Linked DNA regions of Mus musculus: region 2 is linked to region 1. The links are chromatin contacts, called in public HiChIP or PLAC-seq maps. All regions are on one chromosome and are shown on one strand. Each heading gives the region's core, a stretch centred on a gene start, on an enhancer-like site or on the middle of the called end of the contact. The rest is flanking DNA. Distances are from core to core; before and after follow the strand shown. Region 1 overlaps Gm15290 (predicted gene 15290). Region 2 has its middle 58 kb from the start of Gm15322.

What was found. HiChIP or PLAC-seq counts read pairs in DNA pulled down with a chosen protein or histone mark.
Region 2: an H3K27ac HiChIP or PLAC-seq map of embryonic stem cells shows a contact between it and region 1, with 5 read pairs. The contact joins two enhancer-like sites. A contact is called at or near these places in 1 of 115 datasets of contacts at active chromatin or transcription factors (embryonic stem cells) and 1 of 9 other capture datasets (embryonic stem cells).

Annotation. Positions count from the first base shown.
Region 1 is chr13:111,529,189-111,534,607 of GRCm38.p6, reverse strand. All of the region lies in intron 1 of Gm15290 (predicted gene 15290), which reads left to right. Among named protein-coding and RNA genes, the nearest start is that of Gm15290, 18 kb to the left of the region's middle. Within about 2 kb of position 2,242, at least 16 of the 459 cell types and tissues checked have an H3K27ac peak or open chromatin away from gene starts, as enhancers often do. A contact at or near this core is called in embryonic stem cells, where this site is marked.
Region 2 is chr13:111,933,778-111,939,196 of GRCm38.p6, reverse strand. No RefSeq gene overlaps it. Among named protein-coding and RNA genes, the nearest start is that of Gm15322, 58 kb to the left of the region's middle. Within about 2 kb of position 3,071, at least 164 of the 459 cell types and tissues checked have an H3K27ac peak or open chromatin away from gene starts, as enhancers often do. A contact at or near this core is called in embryonic stem cells, where this site is marked.

The DNA of each region.
Region 1 (5,419 bases), core at 993-3,492:
TCTCTCACACACACACACACACACACACACACACACGAGTGCATGTGCACTGGGCACTCAACAATGGTTTTGGAGATGAAGCCTCTCCTTCGTCGCTCACTCCCCACATTAGCCGGTGGCTGCCTAACTTCCACTAACTTCCACTCCTCTTCTAGCCAAGTGTGACTTCTTCAAACTCCAAATTGGTCTCTCTGGGACTCTTCTAATGGGCAAGGAACCCTCCCATGAGCACGCTTGACCACCGAGGGCTCTACAGTTCAGGCAGCTCTTGACTGCCCTCTTCTGGGGTTAGGTCCCCAAGTCACCCTTTCCTGTGGACCAGCAGCCACCCCTGAGTTCAAGTCCAAGTGAGGTAGTGAGAGGGGCTGCTTTTCACTTTATTCTGAAGCGATGGGATCCAGGCAGAGTTATTTTACCCTATTACTCTATTGTTTTACATCTGTAGTGTTGTCTGTCTGTGTTTGGAGACAGGGTCTCTGGTCTGTAACCTCAAACTCTTGATCCTGAAAGAGTAGTAAAAACAAAATTCTAGGCCTTTGGGCCCAGGCTTGGGAATGTGATCTTTGTGGCTCAATGCTCCAAGGTATGCTAATCATAAAACAGATAGTGACATCCCCCCACCCACCCACTTCCTGGGTTCAAGGAGTATTCATTCAAAGAAAGTCACCCTGACCCACCCTGACCATTGCTGGAACCCGCTATGCAAATGTGCTATTGTTAGGGGCTCTTAGAAACTGTCTTGAGAAATAACCCTCACAATTACCAGGTATTCCTTGTGACACCTGTGACTTTGTACTTCCTTGTGACTCTTAACTGGTATTTTTGGTATTTTCCAACAACGCCCTTCCCACCTCCTTGAGTTGTGCTTTCTTCCTTTAAATACCCCCTTATCCAGCTACTCGGGGCGCCACGGTCCTCTACCCCTGCGTGGTGTATGACCGTGGGCCCTAGAGCACTCTTGAATAAAAATCCTCTTGCAGTTTGCAGCAAGACCGTTTCTTGTGGGTGATTTTGGTGTGTCACCTCTCCTGAGTCAGAAGGTGGGGGAGTCCTCACGTTGTGGGTCTTTCAATCCTTCAATCTCAGACTCTTGGGGGGCTGGTGTGGGGTGTGGGCTGGGATTACAAGGGGTTTTGTTTTGTTCTGTTTCGGGTTTTTGTTTTTTTTTTTTAATCTCATAATGTAGCTATTTTTATCCATCAGGAAGGCTTGAGGGAGGAAGCAATGCTAAGGCCTTTCAGATAACAAAACTCAAAGTGGATTCAATGAAAGCAGATAGTGGAGTACACATCGGTAAACCCAGGACAGCCTCGGCTGAAGTAGGAGGCTAAGGATTTGAGGCCAGGCTAGGATACAAAGTCAAATGAAGAGCAGCCTGGGAAGAAGAAACCTTATCATAAAAACAGAAACAAAGCCCACTGAGCAGCAGCAGCAGCGGCAACCAGAGAACAGATAACATTGTTCCTCGATGTCTGTTAAATTGCCTTTTCTAAAAATGTGAAGAAATTAAATGAGCTGAGTTTGGCACTAGGGAGATGAAGACAGCGAGCCCAGGATCTCAAGGCCTTCACTTCAATCTTCGCCACCAAGACACCCACCCACCCACCTCACCCCCCAAAAAAAAGAAAGAAAGAAAGAAAGAAAGAAAATAAGAAAAACGTGGCATGTTGGGAAGATGGGGGTAAAGAGAAGAAGGGTTTGTTTGTTTGTTTGTTTGTTTGTTTTGCTTTGTTTTGAGACAGGGTCCCTCTATTTAGCCTTGGCTGTCCTGGAACTTGCTATGTAAACAAACCACTATGGCCTCAAAACCAGAGATCCCCCTGCCTCTGCCACCCAGTGGTGAGAATAAGGCATGCATCTACATGCCTGTCCTTAGTATTATCAATAAAACAATAACAGACACAGAAGAAACCTCAAGGACAATCTTATTAGAGAAATGCCGGGACAGGCAAGCTTTCCATCCTAGCAGCTGTCCGGAGGAGGGAGATGCGAAGGACAAGGAGAAAAGGCCACACTGTCCTAGTTAAGCTGGCGTGGAGGTCAGCCACCAGGCCCACAAGCAACCACACAGCGTAGGGGAGCAATAGAGAGGGAGTGGAAAGGCCCAGAAAAAGCACACTGGGGTGTGGCCAGCATTGGAAAGACGAGAGAAAGGAGCAGAAATTGTCCCTTCTAAGTCAGGAACTAGAAAGGCGGGTAGGACTAATAGAGCTTTGCTGGCGGCACGTGAGGATCACGGGACAGAAAAGCAGGTGATCCCATCACGGGGCTAATTGTTGCTCCTTTCTGGTTAAGGTGGCTTAAGGCGAGCAGGCGAGCAGGCGAGCAGGAATTTGAAGGTGGGCGGGGCAGGTGGGGAGAATGGGGGTTCCTTAGCCAGGGTATTGACCTGTCTAACTAGACGATATACCCAGCTATAAGCAAGGGCACAGAGAAACCACAAACTGGACCACTCCATGAATACAATAAAGGGTTTATTTTATTGAGGGTCAAACTGCCAAAGCTACAGAGGTAGGCAGAGAGAAGATCAAAATGGCAGAAAAGCAAGGGGTGGGCTCTATGACAGTCAACAGGACGAAGGCCTTTGAGCTGACTCAAGCTTTGTGAACTGACCTGGAGACAAGGTTCCCTTGCTCAATGTGGATGACCTTTGAGTTTGGATTAAGGAAGGCTCCTGGCAAACAGAAACCCACCTTAGGCCTTTACACAACAACAATCCTTCTGTTTACCAAGCCAAAGTCCTGTTTTAGACATTGTCACCAGCACTGCCATTTGGGAGACCTCTTTGGACCTAGCATCAGCCAGGTCAGGGACTGTATTCTCTTGATCAGAGGAGCTCTTCCTCAGTAAACCTTTACTGCTATTACATATAATACTGTCTCAAAACCACAAAAGAGAAAAAAAGAAAGATTAAGAAAAATATGTCCCATATATACTGCACTCCTTCCTTAATCATTAATAAATATCTCAATTGGATGCTCCCAGCCATCCATTGGACAGAGGACAGGGTCCCCAATGAAGGAACTAGAAAAAGTACCCAAGGAGCTGAAGGGGTTTGCAGCCCCATAGGAGGAACAACAATATGAACTAACCAGTACCCCCAGAGCTCCCAGGGACTAAACCACCAACCAACCAAAGAGTAGACATGGTGGGACTCATGGCTCTAGCTGCTGTATATGTAGCAGAGGATGGCCTAGTCAGTCATCAATGGGAGGAGAGGCCCTTGGTCCTGTGAAGGTTCTACGCCCCAGTGTAGGGGAATGCCAGGGCCAGGAAGTGGGAGTGGGTGGGTTGGGGAGCAGGGGGAGGTGGGGAGCAGATAGGGGATTGCAAGCTAGGCAGCGGTGGCACACGCCTTGGATCCCAGCACTCGGGAAGCAGAGACAGGGTTATCTCTGACTTTAATCATTAATAAATATCTCAAACAACTTGTATAGGGGTTGGAGAGATGGCTCGGCAGCTAAGAGCATTTGCTGCTCTTACAGAGGAGTGGGGTTCAATTCCTAGTATCCATGTCAACCCCCTGTAAGCCAAGCTCCAGGAATCGGACAGCCTGGTCTACAGAGCGAGTTCTAGGACAGCCAGGGATATACAGCCTTGTTTTGAAAAAAGAAAAGAAATAAGGAAGGAAGGAGGAAGGAGGAAGGAAGGAAGGAAGGAAGGAAGGAAGGAAGGAAGGAAGGAAGGAAACTAGTTATACCACTCCTGGGCATATGCTCAAAGGACTGTATATCTACCATGGAGATGCCCTTGTTGGATGTTCATGTTCATGCCTCTCTATTTACAATAATAAGGAAATGTAATTAATCTAAATGCCCAGAAGAGACGAGAGGATAATGAAAACACGATGCCTAGGCACAACAGAATTTCATTCAGCCTTAAAGAAAAATAAAATTATGAACATTTCAGAAAAAAAAAGGGTGTGGACATGATTATACTGTGAGGTCACCTGATTCAGAAGGACACATCTGATCTCCCTCAGAGACTTTAATTTTCATTTATACGTATATGTGGGTGTTGGTGCGGGTATCGGTCATGAAATCAAATTGTGAAACTGGAAATCGGGAGATATTCCAGAGAAAGATATATCGAGGAAAAGATGATAGATAGAACACTATCTGACTTGAAATGAAAAAAAAAATGGCAGGAGTAGACATGTACAGGGAGGAAAGGACCAACAAAAATAAATTACACGTGAAAACGGCCACAAAGAAACCTATTACTTTACATAATTAAAGTGCAAGGCACTAGCTAGCCAGGCTGGGGGGCAGGGGTGTGTGCAGAGATGGCTGTCAGTAAACTGCTTTCTGGGTGAGCACAAAGGTCTGGTTTTTGATTCCTAAGGAGCCACGTACAGAAGCTGGGCACAGCAGTTCATGTCTGCAATTTCAGTGCAGTGAGGGTGGGGGCGGGCCCCTAGGGCTTACTGCTCAGCCTGGCTAGGCAAACCAGTGAGCTCAGGCTCAGAGAGAAATCCATCTCAAGGAGATAAAGTAGGGGATGAAATGAGGGAAGGAAGGGAGGGAGGGGAGGGGAGGGGAGGGGAGGGGAGGGGAGGGGAGGGAAGGGAAGGGAAGGGAAGGGAAGGGAAGGGAAGGGAAGGGAAGGGAAGGGAAAGGGAAGGGAAGGGAAGGGAAAGGAAAGGAAAGGAAAGGAAAGGAAAGGAAAGGAAAGGAAAGGAAAGGAAAGGAAAGGAAAGGAAAGGAAAGGAAGAGAGAGTGGTTGATGCAGATATATAACTTCAACATCAGGCCTCTACACCTGTGCTCACATGTGTGCATGTGCACCCACACCTGCACTGAAGCACAAACACACACACACACACACACACACACACACACACACACACACACACAGAGGAACATGTATATAAACACTAAACAAACAAACAAGCACCCCCCCCACACACACATACCCCTACACGAACATATGTATAAACACTAAACAAATAAATGAATGAATAAATAATCATGAAATGAAATAAATAATTATTAAACAGACTTTGGATTGGAACTAGGACAAAAATTCCAACTATTTCAAAATGACTCTAAATGTACTTCTGTATTTTGTGCTTATTTATGTAAGGCGGCACTCTCAGCATTGAAAATTACAAAATCAAAATATCAGCAAACAGGGAAGGGCTGGAGAAATGGCTGAGTGGTACTTGCTGCTCTTACGTAGGACCCCGATGTGGTAGCTCCAACCTTCTAAACTCCAGTTCCAGGGGATTCCCGCCCCGCCACCAATGCCTTCTTCTAAACTCTAAAGGCACCAGGCATACAGGCAGTGCGCATATACACGCACATACATACACACACATACATACATTCATATAGGGAAAATACACATATACATTTTAAAACTTTTTAATTAAAGTTTTAACGTAAATTTTATAAAACCACAAAGATGTGCTATGTTC
Region 2 (5,419 bases), core at 1,822-4,321, 400 kb before region 1:
CGTCTGTAACCCCATCACTTCCCTGCACAATTACTGAACCCTTCCCATACTGCAGCTCTCCACCCATTTCCCCCTTTGTTTCTCCCTATAAGGTCCGGAGTTGTCCCGGCTTCAGGGTCACCTTTTCCTTTGATATGTAAGTATAATCACTTGAGCTGTAGGGAGTCTGGCGACCAGGCCAATATTTCAGAGACTCAGTCATTGGATGTTCTTCCTGTGAGGTTGCTATGACCACCCCCTCCCCAAAAGACCCCCACCCCCAACCTCACCCCCACTCTAGTCCCTTCTGACATTTTTTATCAGTTCTGCTCTTCTTTCTCCCTTGGCTATGTTCTCAGCCTCCTCTCCTTCATATGTGCTCTGTTCGTGTCTTTACAATCTATAGGGCACCAAGAAGGTATGTTACATGCAGCGCTTCCACTAGGAGGTTACAAAGGAGTTGGGCATCATTGTGGCTACTGCTGTGCACAAGGACTCTTCTTGTCCAAGGTAGAGTGCCTGAGCTGCAGAGGGACTCGTTGGTACTATTTCTTTTTCTTCTTCCACTAAAGGAAACCCCAAATTTCAAGAAGAAGTGGGGCATGAGAGGATGAGGAAGCGGGGAAGGAGAAAGGGAGAAAGAGGAGGGAAAAAAGAGGGATAGCAACAAATACAATAATAATAACTCAACAATCCTGAAACACTGTTATGCCTATAATCAGGTCTTTCAGCAATGAGTTAAAATTTGGGGCAAGCAAAAACAAATTAATAGGATAAATGTACAAAATTACTAGAATTATTTTTTTTTAGAAATCACAGTTTTTCTTCATGATGTGGTGGCATTCAGTTCTTTGCTCTGTTCATGTTTTCTGAGGTAGAGTTTCATGTAGCCCAGCCTTGAACTTGCTTTGTGAACTTGCCATGACCTGGAACTTCTTCTGATCATCCTGTTTCTATCTTGCATGTATTGGGATTATGGTTGTGTGCCACCATGGCTGCTCTATGCAGTCTGTGCTGGAGATAGATCCTGTGGCCTCGAGCATGCCAGGAAAGTGTGTTAGTTAGGGTTTCTGTTGCTTTGATGGAATACCATGACCAAAAGCAACTTGGGGATAAAAGGGTTTATTCAACTCGTGCTTCTATATCATTGTCCATCATTGAAGGAACTCGGGACAGTTGTGAGGACCTTTTCCTTGCCGTCTCTCCCTTGTGAGGGCCTCTGGGATAGCAGATGATGATGCCCCGTCTCTCTCTGCATCCCCAGTGTCCCAGCTCAGAAGACAAATTCTAAATATTTGCTTAGCAGTAGGACACAGGACAACACTTTGCAAGTTCAATCCGTTACTGGGAAAATATAGTGAGAACTGTGTGTGTGTGTGTGTGTGTGTGTGTGTGTGTGTGTGTGTGTGTGTGTGTGTAATTCGGTCTCCAGAACCAGAACCAGCTGGCAAGCAGCAGCAGGAAGATCTGTTCTAGTCTCACTTGCTACGTTAGACAATTGATGGCTGTGTCCACCACGGCCACACTTGCAGGCAAGGTGTTCAGGTTTAGCCAGAATAAGTCATATTTCCTAATCCTAGGTACCTACCAGCCCATCTAAATGATTCTGACTAGCTATCAGTAGGCAGAACAGAGCACAATCCACGCCCTGCCCCAGGAAGGGGCTCAGAAGCTCCTGCACTCACACAGTGCTAGTATTTCTCCCAATCATCTCAAAGCCTGGAACAGAGGATCTTTATACCAACACACAGAAGAAAGGCTGAGTGGGAAAAATCACTGACCCTCAACCCAGTGACCTGCGTGAGGATGGCTTTCATCAGAAGCGAGATGCAGAAGTAGTAAGATGAAGGAGTTGGACTTTCTGATCAAAGCCAGAAACGTCCGTCCAAGGTAAAGGCATACGTGAAACCTTTACAGAAGAGACAGCATCGACGAGAATGCTTGGTTCTTTACAATGCATTCACTGTGGGAAACTAGCCAGGCCCAGCAAGCTGACCAGGGTCCCTTCACCCCTGTGCCCAGGACAGTTTGGCCAAAGGACATCTAGGGTGAAGGCCTCAGTCAGTGCTAATCTCCATATCCCGGAATAGCCCAGAGAACTCGTCCAACCTGCAAGTCTGCCTTTAAAAAAAAAAAAAAAAAAAAAAAAAGCCTTTGGAATTCTTTGTCCAGCTCTGCTTGGTATACACGGGAATGATTCTTCTGGGACTTCTCTGGTGACCTAGTCTTTGCTATAATGACATCTCTCAACAGATCCACCAGCCCTCAGATTCTCTCCCAGACACTAATAATAGGTCCAATTAGAAGTAAAGATTCCAAACAGATGAGGCACGAATTGATATACACGGCCGGCCTGGCTGCCACAGATCCATTTCTTCCCCTGCAGAAAAGACACCAAACTGGCCTTGAGGAGGGAACCTCCTTTTTTGAACAGTTACCATGGCAACTGGAACCCTTTTCTCCCCAGGGCACCTGCCCACAGGCTCCCACCAGCCAGCTGGTAGGGAGGGTGGATCAGCCACCTCTGTCCCAAGTCACTGTGCTCATTTGACCAACAAAGGTGCCAACAGTGCCAGTTGGCCTCATGATATGGATACCTGCCCACGAGGCATTGGCCCAAACATTGGGGACTTTCACAGAGGCCAGCCAACAGCTGGCAGGCAGGAACTACCAGGTCATTGTCATCTGGGGCTGAATTGGAACATGCATACAAGACACAAAGGCTGTGTCTGTAACCACAGCATCTCTCCCTCCCTAGGGATTTGTTTGCAGCTCCAGATCCCCCTGCTCTGGGAGGAGCACGCATGTGGCTGAAGGTGCCTTTTAGAGGCCACGCCCACCTACCTTTTTTTAGCAGTGCCCTGCCTTCTGCACGCTGCCGTAGAAAAGCTTTCCCTGCCCCATGTCTGGTTTTATTGCAAATGAGAAGGTTCGCCATAAGTCACCCCAGGCCAGTGGGTTCAGAGGTGGAGTTGGTAACCAGAAGCCATGCAGACTTCCTCTCCTGGCCCCACACCAAGGCCTCCAAGGTTCTCTTGTCACATGAGGTTAGTGTAGTTTCACATCCTCTAAGCAAAGCTCTGTCGAAACTCTCTAGTCTCACATGGCATCGGCTCAAAACAACCACCTCGCTCAGCTGCCTGGCTCACTGTTCCAAGAGTGGGTCAGGAGATCTGGGTTCCAGTTTCAGCTCAACCTGCATGACCTTGACAAGAACCAGTCCTCAGTTTTGCATCAGAAAATTAAGAGGCCCGAGTTTCTATACTTAGGATCCACTTCCTCTCCTCTCCCCATTACCCTCACCACTTCAGTTTAAAAAAAAAAATAGATAGGCAGGTAGGCAGGCAGGAGGCAGGCAGACTGACTGACTGACTGACTGACTGACTGACTGATTGATTTTTGGATTTTGGAGACAGGGTTCTGTATTGCCCTGACTGTCCTGGAACTCACTCTGTAGACCAGGCTGACTTTGAACTCAGAGATCCACCTGCCTCTGCCCCCTGAGTGCTGGGTTTAAAGGCGCGCCACCATTACCCAGCATTCCTGATGCTAACCCAAGAATCGCCAAAGACTAAGGGATATTTTTTCAACTTTTCAAAATCAGACATCTCAAAAATACTAAGCCAAGTGAAGGGAACTTTTTCTACAGGAGAGTGCATGTTTTATGATTATAACATGAAATGCCTAGACAGGCAAAATTAACCAATGGTAAGACACAAACATGCTTACCCACTCTCACAGGAATAGCTGTAGATTGCCTCTGAGAGTGTGGTAGGAGCAGGAATTACTTAGGAAAAGGCATAGTTGACAGTATACATTGTACCTGGGTGTGTTTGTGTCACACAATCTATGTCAAAACTCATAGACTACTATTCTTCAGATGGATTGAACGGTGCAATGGAGTCAGAAGAGTAGACTGTAGAATTGGTGAGCACTGGGTGCTCTTGACAAAACACTGAGGAAACATACGCAATAATAAGTTCCTGATCCATCCATACCACCCTTTCTCCACCCCATCTCTTTCTCGACTATTGGCCTCTTTCTTATTGAATGAGACAGGGGATATATCTGATATCCTATGATGATTAATCACTCTATGCCCAGCCCTCAAGGGTAAAAACAAGTTCTCTGCAGCCAGAACTCGCCCTTGAGCCTCTCTGCCTCTGCTCTCTGGTTGCCAACATTTTTGATATAATTTATTTCTTTCTTTCTTTCTTTCTTTCTTTCTTTCTTTCTTTTTTTTTTTTTTTTTTTCGAGACAGGGTTTTGATATAATTTCAATTGACACAACCCAGTAAAGACATTTTAAATTTAATTCCAAATGTAATCAGAGTGTATATTTTTATAACCACTCTAAGAGTTAGTATATCGACTACCCAAGGACAGATTACAAGCATATATTTTCCTATACTTGCTTCTCAATTAGCCCAATAGATATATCCCTAAATTATTGATTTGTTTTGTGTGTGTGATCACTTCTTCTTAAGATCTCAAACACATTCTTGGTTCTCTCCCAATTTGCTTATCTTTCTTTAAAACCTAAGCATGAAAATGCATGCATGCTTCATTGGTAAACACAATGTGCTTTGGAAAAAGATTCACACTGGGTCTGCACATGTGCAGCTAACGTTAGTAAGCTCTATGTCGTTGTGGGGGTCCTTCTGCCCCAATTTCAGCCATTCTTTCCAGAGAAATTCCCACCTCTTTTGTTTTGACGTGATTGTCTGTGTGCGTGCGTGCGTGCGTGCGTGTGTGTGTGTGTGTTTGGAGGGGTTTTTAGGCCCATTTTAAAGGCTATGACTTTGAGGTGAAAAGTGCTAGTTCTACAAGCATGCAGGCCTAAGTATGATCATCAGAGCTTACAGAAAAGTGAAAAAATCACTGAGGGTGGTGATGTGCACTTGGCACTCCCAGTACTTCAAAGGCTGAGAGACAGATCCTTGGGGTCTACTGTCCATCCAGCCTGGCCTAATTGTCAAGCCCCAGGTCCCAGTGAGAGACTGTATCTCAAAAACTAGACTGGATGGGTCCTGAGGAATCACACACACACACACACACACACACACACACACACACACACACACACACACCAGAAAGGCGTGTAGGTTTAATAAACATTTGATAAACATCTTTCCAGAAAGCTGCTCCCACTTCAGCCCAGTGCCCATGCACATTTGTTAAATATTAACATATAAGTCCCTTTCGTGAAGGCTTTTATCAGGACATCTCAAACCCAGTCCTTCTATTTTCTCTAGTTCTGCACCTGTACGACCACCCAAGGCACACAGCTAAGAGACAGGCACGAGCAGCCCTTTTGAGTAACCAGCTAATCAAAGGGCTATACTAGCAGCCTGAATCTTCACCTAGAAATCACAGCAGCGACCACAGGGATAGAAGAAGAAGCCATTCAGCTTTTATAAATGCTGCTGTTTCCCAATCA